2 separate regions of the Pan troglodytes genome follow, and region 1 is linked to region 2. The links are chromatin contacts, called in public Hi-C maps. All regions are on one chromosome and are shown on one strand. The core of a region is the stretch at or near the end of the contact, and the rest is flanking DNA. Distances in the headings are between cores, read along the strand shown. Region 1 overlaps DOK5 (docking protein 5). Region 2 holds the start of DOK5 (docking protein 5).

Region 1 (5,772 bases), core at 2,853-5,352, 150 kb before region 2:
ATATTTCATGAATATCAAGTATACTTTTAACTCAATCTTAAAATGTTCCCTGCATTTCTACAAGATTCAGACCAAATGGTCTCCCTTAAAAAAGAGCGATGATCATAGATAATCCATTTTCTAAAAGACATTAAAAATAAAAAATGTGCTTGTGCAGTGTGTAATCTATTTACCAAGTCTGAAAAGTCGATATTTCTGAGGTTTATAAAATACCTTCCTAAAGTTCTCACAAATGCATCTTGTATGGTTTGGTGTGGGGCATAATTTATTGAGAAAAATACATTAGCTGCATTTTGGGGGGCTCGTTCTGCTTGACGGAGCAGGTTCATTTAATCGATACAAACTGCGTAATATACTAATTGCTATGCTAAGTGGCAGTAACCAATTCCTCTGGAACAGAGATGCAGATGTTATTGAACAAGTTTTGTGATGATCGTGGGGCAACCACGTGCTGATGAGAAGAGTAAGTCATTCTTAGGGCATACAGACAGAGTCCTGTGCATCAGTTCTGGTTCCTCCTCTTTCCTCCATCTGCTGGATTTGCTGCATTCCCCTTTGTGTTACAGGAAGAATGTATTCTTTTTTTTTTTGAGACGGAGTCTCACTCTGTCGCCCAGGCTTGAGTGCAGTGGTTTGATCTCGGCTCACTGCAAGCTCTGCCTCCTGGGTTCACACCATTCTCCTGCCTCAGCCTCCCGAGTAGCTGGGACTACAGGCGCCCGCCACCACGCCGGGCTAATTTTTTTGTATTTTCAGTAGAGAAGGAAGAATGAATTCTTAAAAGGATCCAATTTTCTCCAATGAGAGAATGTTCTTGTTTCCCTAAACACTCGCAACCTTGTGAACATATAGTGCTAACACACACTAAAGGCTGGCTAGCGCCGATGTGATGAAACAAGTAGAAAAGTATGCCTGAATTGACTCTGTTCTCAGCACAGGATGTGATTACTGATCAGTGTGTATGTCTCACTGTGAACCGTTGTATCATGAAGGGTGGAGAAGCACAAGGTGCATGCTATGATTTCTGTAGCTCCCATTCCATCCCTTGTTTTTTCTTGAGACGGTCACACTTCTTGAGAATATACATCTTTTTGTTCTTCTCAGGACTAAGGGGCCAGATCCTGAAATTCACTCCAGAGCGTCGGTTCTGAAAGCATGTTACCTGGTCTAGTGACCTCAGCATCGCCTGAGTACTTATCAGAAATGTGCATTTCAATGCCCTGCCCCAGGCCTGTTAAAACACTCAAGTGGAACCCCGAAATCTGTGGCTTTACAAGCTTTGTAGACGACTGTGATGCACACGTAAGTTGGAGATCCACTGCGTCTTTCTTTCCCTTACCCTCACCCTGTCACCTTGACCCACGCCACAGACACATTTACACTCAGACCCTAGAGGCTCTCTCCGCTTTCAACCTCTGACAAGTTTCCCAAACCTGTTTCTTCCTTTCAGTTCCCAGTGAGTATCAGTCCAGGGCTTTTGGTTCCCGTCCTTTCTACTTAACTAAAGGGTGACCCACCGAACCTCAGTTTCTGCCATTATGAAATGGATCTACTAATATGTCCAATAAAATGCAAGATACTCCAGCATTTCAAAAGACAAGGCAGCAACACTGATTTAAATATTTTAAAAAGCAACTTAAATCCTTTAATTCAGCAATCCTACTCCCGAGTTTAGAAAACTCCATTAACTAAAGTTCACAAACTCAATTCAATAAGGTTGACAATCTATAAGAACTGTGTACAAGGATAATTGTTGCAGTATTGGTTTTGATGTTGTTGTTTTGTTTTGTTTTTTATTTTCAGGGACTCACTTCACAGTCAAAGAGTATTGTTTTAATGGCAAAAAATCTGATATTCTTATACGTATGTTTAATAAATTATGTTACATCAAGACTCTGAAATATCATGCAGCCATCAAAAAGAATGAATAGGAACAAAGTTGGCAAACTTTTCTGTTTTGGACCAGATAGTAAATGGCTTTGCAGGCCACACCATCACCAACTACTCGACTCCGCTGTTTCAGTGTGAACAACAACTCATAAATGAACAGGGAGGATGTAGCTGTGTTCCAATAAAATTTAAATTATAAAAACAGTCATAGGCCAGATTTCACCCTTGGGCTGTAGTTTGTCAACCTCTGAATTACAACTGTACTACAAGACTTCAAACTATTTCCATTAAATGTTTACTGTTGAATGGAAAAACTAGGGGTTAGTCGTGTGTTGTGATCACAATTTTGTAAAATAAACAATTGCATCACGACACCCATCTTTTGTATGTATCTGTGTATGTGTCTATGTATATATGTAGATGTGCATATCTGTACAGGATAATATGGGTACACAGGAAAACATGGAAAGGTACATGTGAACTTCTTAACAAGGTTAGGAATTGCTAATAAAGAGACAGGAGGGGGAAAAATGCACGTAAACAAATTATAAAAAGAAAAAATAAAGCACTAATCATCTATATGACCATAATTTTGCAGTTAGTTAAATTTTACAGACATGTGTTTATGTAAAAATAAATAAGATTCAAAAACCAGTCCCTATCTCCAAGGATAGTTGTGAAAATTGAAGGAAATAAAGCACGCAGACTCTCAGCAAAGAGCCAGATGGAGCCACTCATTCCAACTCTAATTATCCCTCAATTAGAAGAAGCCTCCTAACTGTGTTTTCTGCTCACATGCTTCCTACCTAAAAACCTCCGCTCTTTCCCTCACCCCTTTCGATGAATTCTGCACTCGGTGTTCTTCGGCTCATTCATTCCCTCATCCCATCCATTTATGTACTCTGGGCATCATTTATAAGCCACACACTGTGCTAGGGTCTGCAAACTTAAAATGAATAAAAACTTTCACACTTTCTCTGTCCCCCAGGATTTAGAGTGTCTGGTCAGACAGCTAGTTGAAAGCCAAGCTTTGGATATATCATTGTCTGCCTCCACAACGGTGCTCCTTCCTCTAAAAAGGAGAGAAGACCCCCTCGCAGCAGAGTTCTCCTTCCTGAAGGCAGAGATTTCTTGTATATGCTCATAGACGTCGTGCCCACCATGATTCCTGGCATATAGTAGGCATTTAATAAAAAGGAATTAGATAATTGAATTATGGATGGATGAATTGATTGAAGAAATGAATGAATCGTTTGTGTGAATGGGGATTCCCTATAATCTGCCTTCCCTTGCCATTTTATTCTCCCACTACAAGTCAGTAATAATAACAGCTCAGGTTGCTGCTATATTTAATAGGTACCAGGCACTGTGCCAAGAAATCACCTGCTTATCTCACCTGGCAAGTTGTGAACTAATATAATCCACACTTTGTAGAAGGGGGAACAAGTACTAAGGGTGGTAAAGTTAGTAGCCCAAGGACCCTGAGCTGGTAAAGATGTCCAGCCAGGATATAGGACCTGGCCTCTTAATCCAGAGCTACAGTTCATAACACAATTCTACATATTTCTCATAGAAAGTACTGAGAGTATTATACAGATCCTAAAGGATGGACTCAAATCTACTCCGTTCCAAATGATAAAAGCCACCTTAACTGTATTTCCAAAGCTTAAAGAAATGGCAACTGGCCAAACGTCTAGGCTGCAAGGAGATGACGCTGCCCCCACCATCTTGAAAAACAGGAGATTAGAACCTCTGTGAGGCCCTTGGACCCCCACTGTCCCAGGGGCCTTCTTTCAAGTGGAAATTAACGATCTGCCAAACATGTGGTCTTCCCCAACATTCTAATGAACCAGTCCTCATGGGCTGCCTAATTCTGATTCCAGCTCTGACAGATGTTTGGCAGGAACCACCCAAAGAGCTGTCTTTACTTTCTCCAAGTCCTCTCTTTTGTTCTGACATTTGGAGGAAAAGTGATGGGTACTCCTATCATCCAAATGTTACCAAGGTATCACAGAATATTATGAAACTGTCAAGAAAATAGAGTGAGTAGAGGCTTACTTCCTCGATGTTAGAAAAAAAAAATGTGGGTAAGAAAGAAAGACCGCTTTCCTGCTAAGGGAAAAAAAAAAAACATGCAGCAAAGACACTACACAGTGAGCAGACTCTGGCAGAAATAATGCCTCCATTGTGGCTTACAGCTTTGACAAAGCAGACTGTTAGTGAAATCAACCATTTGGGGCCAAATTTCCAAGTGCAGCATGTTGCCGAGCACCAGATGCACTCAAATGGTTATTTTCACGGGGAATGAAAGTGATTTGCATCAATTTATTCAGAGCCATCTGAATTCTCAGCCACATGCATAAAACAAATTCACTGCTCCCTTTGCCTCCGGTAACTTTTTCTGCCTCCTTACTAAAAAAATCCTCTCCCCCACCTATACATTGAAATAGATATCCTTAGGGACTGAGTTTTCTGTGGCCTTTTACAGCAGACTTGCCTGGAACCTGTGCCCTGTTTGGGCATTAGGAGAGAACTGGACTTGGTATTTTGGCTTCGATTTTTCTTTTTCTCTTGGCTCACACAATAACTTATTTGATCCCTATTTTGTTCATTCAACAAACCTTTAAGCCCTGTGCCAGACCCTGAGCTTATTACACACCCATGGGGCCTTGTCCCCGCCTTCCAGAGGTTTACAGGCTCGAATGGAGCTGCCACTTACTCAGAGGTCAGCTTTTAAAGTTAACGCATAACATAAAAATCACATATAATCAGATTGTCCCTTTAAACACTAGGCTCACACTCAGTGGAAGCAGGTGCTTTTGTGACAAGATGCCAAGCACATGCCAGGGTGAAGGGGTGGGCTGCTGGGCAGAATCGCCTACACCATGTATTCACATATTGTTTTCTTGTTGCACTTTGCTTTACAAAGCAGGTATAACTGACTGTGTGTATTTCTGGAATTCCTGCTGAGTACTAGGCTATGAGCTGCACAGAAGACAGGGGCCTTACCTCATAGTCACATGTGGTTGTGCTTGCTTTATTCTTTGATACTGCACAAACATCATCAGGGTCTTAAGGAAACAAGAGCTCTCGGCTCCATCATTCAAATTCCTGGTGTTGCCTGTTTATATCCCCATTGCTTCAAGGTGAGTCTCTTTCTCCTCGCCCAACTCATATTGGTTTGTGTAAGTAAAAAGGAAATCACTGGCCGGGTGCAGTGGCTCGCGCCTGTAATCCAAGCACTTTGGCAGGCCAAGGTGGGTGGATCACGAGGTCAGGAGATCGAGACCATCTTGGCTAACATGGTGAAACCCTGTCTCTACTAAAAATACAAAAACTTAGCCAGGCATGGTGGTGGGCGCCTGTAGTCCCAGCTACTGGGGAGGCTGAGGCAGGAGAATTGCTTGAACCCAGGAGATGGAGGTTGCAGTGAGCCAAGATTGCACCACTGTACTCCAGCCTGGGCGACAGAGCGACACTCCATCTCAGAAAAAAAAATAAAAATAAAAAAAGAGGAAATCACTGTAATAGTTCACATGTGTTGAATCTTACTATGCCTCATCTCGTTGCCTTACAAGCACTAGCTCATGTGAACCAACAAAACCAGGCAGAGACATTAGTATCACCCACTTATTACATATGATGTGAACAAGGCAAACAGAGGCTGGGTTGCACAGCTCATAAATGATATTCAACCCCAAACACACAGACCCATCCAATTCTGGCCCAGCTTCAAGGAGAACCTGTCTATCAGAAGAGCAAGCGTTCTCAACCTTGGCCCTATTGACATTTGGGGCCAGCTCATTCTTTGTCGAGGGCAGGGGGGCTGTCCTAAGCATTGTATGGAACTTACAGCACTCCTGGCCTCTACCCACCAGATGC
Region 2 (5,669 bases), core at 2,007-4,506:
TAAAGAAAATGATACAAGCAGAATCAATGTTCTAGACTTTCATTGCATTTTCACAAATATCTTCTTTAATGCTCCCAAGAACATCATTAAATAGTGTTCATTGTACAGACTAGAAAACTGAGGCCAAGAAAGGTCAAAGGTCAACAAGCAATAGAAGCCGAATGCGTTCCCTTCTCCTCTTTCTCCAAATCTGAAGAAGCATTTATTCCTTGGCACCAGGAACAGCTGCTTACCATGAAATGTTTTTGTATTTAATTATAAACCGTCCCAAACATGGTCTGGATTCCATTAATAAATGCTGTTGTATTAGTTCCTAAAGGTTATAAATGGCAAGACCATCCATGCACTATATAGTTCAGCACATATTTCAACATGAACTTACCAAGTGCCTACTCTGTGCTAGACAAAATAAATGCCCTACCTCTCTTTGAGACTGGCACATATTCCTGGAAGATACATGTCGCATGCTGTTCTAGACTATATGTAGCCTAGATTAATACCGCTAACATTCCTTACTGTGGACATAGGGTCCCCATGCCAATTCCGTACAGCATCCTTCACCAATATTTGCAGCCTCCATTAAAACTTTGGTTTGCACTGTGTTCTGGCAACTATGTAATCAGCCTCTTTTGTAAATCATACCATAAGAATATTTTAAAAATTAACTGGTGAGAAAACCAATGCTAACAAATAAGACCAGATTTACTTGATCATATTTTTGACCTTTTCTCTCCGTGAGCAATAACCATAATTCAATAGATATTCTGAAGTCTGAACGTGAACACAGACAAAAACAATAAATCTTGAGAAAGTATACTGCTCACTAGCATCCAAAATGCTGTAAAACATAAAACAAATACAAACTAAATATTTCTGTTCCTTCTGCTTCAAATATCTGTCCATAAATGTTGGCACACACATAGGGCTATGTTGTGTCAATTGTAATAATCTAGAAAAAATAACCTCAGTTACCACAAACAAGAAAGTGATGGTAACCAGTTTTTCAAATAAATTACCATGTGTCACAATTTGGCATAAACTCTGATCCTTATGAATAATTCATATTTTGTGCATTAATAATGCATGTCCTCTTCCCATTGGAATGCTCCCTAACACAGAATGGATGTCTCATACCAATTCCTTCCATTGACATGATGGAGTAAAGCTAAATTAGAATGCTGTTTTTTTTTTTTTTTTTTTTTAACTTAACTCCCCTTAAAATTGTAACACTTGGCCAGCCTATAAGCATACCAAAAATAGAAAGTTCCCATTATTGTTTGCCCCTTACATGGGAGTCACTCAGTAAAGTACCCCCAACAATGGGTGCTCTTGAAGACGAGAATATTTGCATAGCAGAAAAGAAAACCAAGGAAACTTTGACAGAGCTGATGGAAATGGTGAATTCTGTTACATTTCTCCCTAATTACATATGTATATATTCACAATAACACAGGACATAATCGCTAAAACATGGTCACCAGCAGGGGAAAAAAAGAAAAGAAAAAGACCAAAACGAATTAGGCAAGAGTTTTATAATAATTGCGGATGTTCCTCCCCACAGGGCTTCCCTCCCTAGCTGAGTTTACTACTGTGAAATTTCTTTTCAGTTTTCAGTAAAAGTATCTGGCACATTAAAACAGTCCAAAGACCAAGTAAGAGAAAGATGCCAAATGACACATATTTCTAAAGAAAGCTATTCAATTTACCACTCATTATCAATAGCGGCATTCCACACGATTACTGACATTATGCTTATTTCAGGCATTACACCAAAGGATATTTTCTCCCCCCGCCCCCGCCACCTCTCCACCCCCACTTTTCACCCCTTATGTCCAAACGCATAGGATCAACTAAAACAGCGACAACACTTGATAGGAGGCAAAGAGAAATGAGGGACCTAGTTTGAAATTTTTAGGAAATAAAAAAATCGTTCCAGTATCTTCCCTCTCCCTCAAGAATTCTTCCACCATCATTCAGTCCCAAGGAGAGGAAGGGTGGGTTCTCTTTTGAAGCCTCCTCCAGCGAAGAGCCAAGAGAGAAAGGGGCGAAAGAGGGAGTTTTAAGGAAGGACCTAGCCTGTGTCAACATCTGTCCCAAGTGCCCTAAGATTCATTCATTCTTCCTTTCAGGACATATGTAGGGAGCACTTGCGCTATGCCAGGTATCAGGTTCCACGTAAATAACCCTTCCGTGGACCTCCAGGGTGTATTCCAGCAACAGAAATCCACCACCCCGGCTTCGAACCGCGGGAAATCCAGATTCAAGTATCTACCCAAGTTGGCCCCGACCAGAGGCCAGCCCGCACCGCCTTTGACACGACACCTGGGACAGAGGTGGGGGGGTCCAAAGACACCTTACGCTTGGCAGAAATCTCTCCCTGGGGTCAGAAGGTTCGTGACCTCTTTCACACCGAGTATGCGTGTCCTCTTTCTCAACCAGCCGATCCATCCCCCGGAAAAGTTAAGTTGGCGGCGAGTGGGAAAAGAGGGGAACCGGGGGCATCCGGCAGGCACCCCCGCCCGGGCTTCTCGGCTCCAACTTCCATGGCTACCGAGAAATATTTATTTCGAGTAGATGGGCTCCAGGGGCTACTGAAGCCCAACACGCGGCCACCATCAGAAAGCCAAGTCATCCAAGAGATAAAGATAGATCCATTACATACCTAGACGCTGGCCTTACAGTGACAGCCCCGGAGACGCGGGTTTCGGCTGAGAAAGCCACCGCGCAATTCTCCGGCGCGCGGCCGGGGACTCTCCGTCCACCCTCCAGGGATGCTGGCTCAAGAGAGAGACAATCGAACCGGCGAACAGCAACACGGAGAGGATCGATACTCACCCCGAGGCGTCTGCTCCGGATCCTCACGTACCCTTGCTTCACTATGTCATTAAAATTGGAAGCCATCCCAGACAGCCGGTGACCCCCCCCTTTACCCAAGAGCGCGCACCCGAAGTGGCTCTGGGGAGGGTGGAGGGCAGGGTCAAGACAAGCAGTCGGTGGGAGAAAGTTGGAGAGGTGAAGCTGCTTCGGCGGCGCTGGGCGAGGCTTTAGAAGGCGCACATCACTTTCTCTGTCCCCCCAACCCTGACAGTGGGCGGCCGGCTTGCAGCCACTTTCGGGGAGCGCAGAGCGCGGCGCGGGGAGGCGAGGCTGGAGCGCCGGCGTCAGCTGACTCCGCGGCCGGCCTGCCAGGAGGAGGAGCGGCGGCGGCTGAGGGATCCAGCCCTGCCTCCTCCCGGCCGAGAAGGAGGAGAAGAAGAAGGAGGAGGAGGAGGAGGAGAAGAAGAAGGAGGAGGAGGAGGAGGAGGAGGAGGAGGAGGAGGAGGAGGAGGAGGAAGGAGGAGGAGGAGGAGGAGGAGGAAGGAGGAGGAGGAGGAGGAGGAAGGAGGAGGAGGAAAGAGGAGGAAGGGGTGGGGGGGCTAAGAGGAGGAGCCGCGCGAGTCCCAGCACTGGGCTGCGGCCACCCGTGAGCAGCCGCCCTGGAACGCGCTCCCCGCGCCTCCCACCCACCTTTCCCTCCCCGCTTCCCCTTCCGATCCCTCCCCTCCCGGCGGACCCGGAGCGTGCCCCCGCCGCCCCCGCACCTCGCCCACAGCCTACTGAGATAACGCTCGCTCTCCTCGCTCCAAAGACTTATTTTAGGAGGAGAGGAAATTTCACTTTTTTCCAGCCGCCGCCCATCCCGCCTCCCCCTTCAGCCCCTGCCCTTTCCCCGAGAAGGGCCGATTTTGCGTGTGTGTCTGGGGAGATGGTGTTGCCGCAGCTCGCCTTGACCTTGGCATCTGAGGAGAGGGATATTGTCACCGCTTAAGCTAAATGCTTCCTTGGGTTTCCTTGTGTCAGGGACCTAGCCCTCGCTGGTATCATTTGCCACAGTTTCCCTGTTTCAGCCTCTTTCCCGCCGGAATGTGTTTCCCAGGGGGCTGAGACTTGGCCTCATCACTGTCTGTCCCCAAAGCCTGACCCCAGAGCAAGTGCTCAGTAAATCCTTGTGGTTATCAAGATGGCCACCTAGGTGCCAGGCACTCTCCAAGCCTTTTGCATGGATTGACTCATTCAAACTCCCCTGCACTTTTTGAGGTAGGTGCCCTGTTAATGTATACACCAGGCCCATATTTAAGCCTCCTTAGCCTGGCAATAGAGCTCTCATTGCCATTATGAGATACTGCCTATACAATAAGATGAAGAAGGGGACTGAATTTCACACTCACCTGCCCCTGACTGCATTACCTCCCTAAAGCATACTTGATTGATAATTGCTAACACACATTGAGCACCAGTGTGCTGGGCATTGTGCTAATCTTGTTAAGGGAATAATGAATTAGGCACCAGCATCCATATTTTACAGACTTGCTAAGGTCTCACAGCTGGCCACTATCAGAGCTAGGATTGAAGGGAGGTGTGTGTAGTGCCCAGCTCTGCTCCTAAACATTCTCCTATTCCTCTTCTGAAGAGAGGATCTCACAGAAAGAGAGGTTACTAGTTGATTTCCAAGGAAGATCTTTCTAATCATTTGCACTATTCACAAAGGCAAAGATGATCATCAGAAATTAGACAATTCTTACTCACTGGGAAGCGACAAAGCTAAAGCTAGAGATCACTGCTCAGAGCCATTGAGAAGAGGATTCAGTGACTAGTGGATTGTTTGACCTGATGACATCCACAGGTCTTTCAACTCTAAGACGATATGAATCTTCCCATTCTCACTGGGAACATTAGCTTTTAGTCACCTTGGCTTGATGAGTTTCAGTTAAAGAACAGAATCCTCCAAGAATGTGTCATAGGAGAACCGAGACTAAATGGGGACAATCAAAAAGGAGATATTCTGGCAGGGAGAACTATTTTTGCTACATAGTAAACCATCTGTCTTCATGTTGCCATTCTATGGAAAATGATGTTTTAATTTTAAATCTCTCACCAAAAGAGATGAAATGGTAAAATCATTTGGAGAGCTCCTTTTGAAGGATTGGAACTTAAAAAAAAATGCTGCCCATGGTTGCTGTAAAATAGAGGTGTTCATGGAAGGCATTTATCTAACACATCATTTATAGACCAAGTCCACAGTATTATAGAAACAAAAAATGAAGAAATTAAGGCATAAGGAGCTGAAAATGAAGGGCCCACAATAACGGAAATAATTACTGACAAAAACTGAAGGCGAGAAATCCATCCCTTGATAGTTAATGCTGACTATAATCAACATCCATAAATAATTTAACTGGAACTGAGGAAACTAGAATCAAACCAGAAAATATCTAACTAGACGTGAAGGAACAATTGATTTCTTTTTTAAATTGCAAGACTGAATCCAATATATGGTTTTGTTTGGTGAAATCAAATTGACATACATGCAAAACGTACAGACTGTGATATACTATTCATAGGACATTTACACTTGTCCAAATTGTGCAATACAAGCCCTGGCAGCAAGAGCAAAGAGACCGGGCACAGTGGCTTACGCCTGTAATCCCTGTAGTTTTTTGGGAGGCTGAGGTGGGCGGATCACCTGAGGTCGGGAGTTCGAGACCAGCCTGACCAACATGGAGAAACCCCGTTTCTACCAAAAATACAAAATTAGCTATGTGTGGTGGTGCGTGCCTGTAATCCCAGCTACCCGGAAGGCTGAAGCAGGAGAATCACTTGAACCTGGGAGGTGGAGGTGAGCCAAGATT

What was found. A called contact is a pair of places that touch in the nucleus more often than the background predicts.
Region 1: a Hi-C map of stem cell-derived neural progenitor cells shows a contact between it and region 2, with 2.4 times the contacts expected there. The contact joins the enhancer-like site here to the promoter of DOK5 in region 2. A contact is called at or near these places in 1 of 7 Hi-C or Micro-C datasets (stem cell-derived neural progenitor cells) and 1 of 1 datasets of contacts at active chromatin or transcription factors (stem cell-derived excitatory neurons).

The regions. Positions count from the first base shown.
Region 1 is chr21:60,917,426-60,923,197 of NHGRI_mPanTro3-v2.0_pri, reverse strand. The region is part of intron 6 of DOK5 (docking protein 5); the gene reads right to left. Among named protein-coding and RNA genes, the nearest start is that of DOK5, 150 kb to the right of the region's middle. Within about 2 kb of position 4,102, at least 8 of the 24 cell types and tissues checked have an H3K27ac peak or open chromatin away from gene starts, as enhancers often do. A contact at or near this core is called in stem cell-derived neural progenitor cells, where this site is marked.
Region 2 is chr21:60,767,257-60,772,925 of NHGRI_mPanTro3-v2.0_pri, reverse strand. DOK5 (docking protein 5) reads right to left here and starts at 3,256. Exons shown (of 8, transcript XM_009437437.4): 1 at 2,836-3,256. The coding sequence starts at 2,901.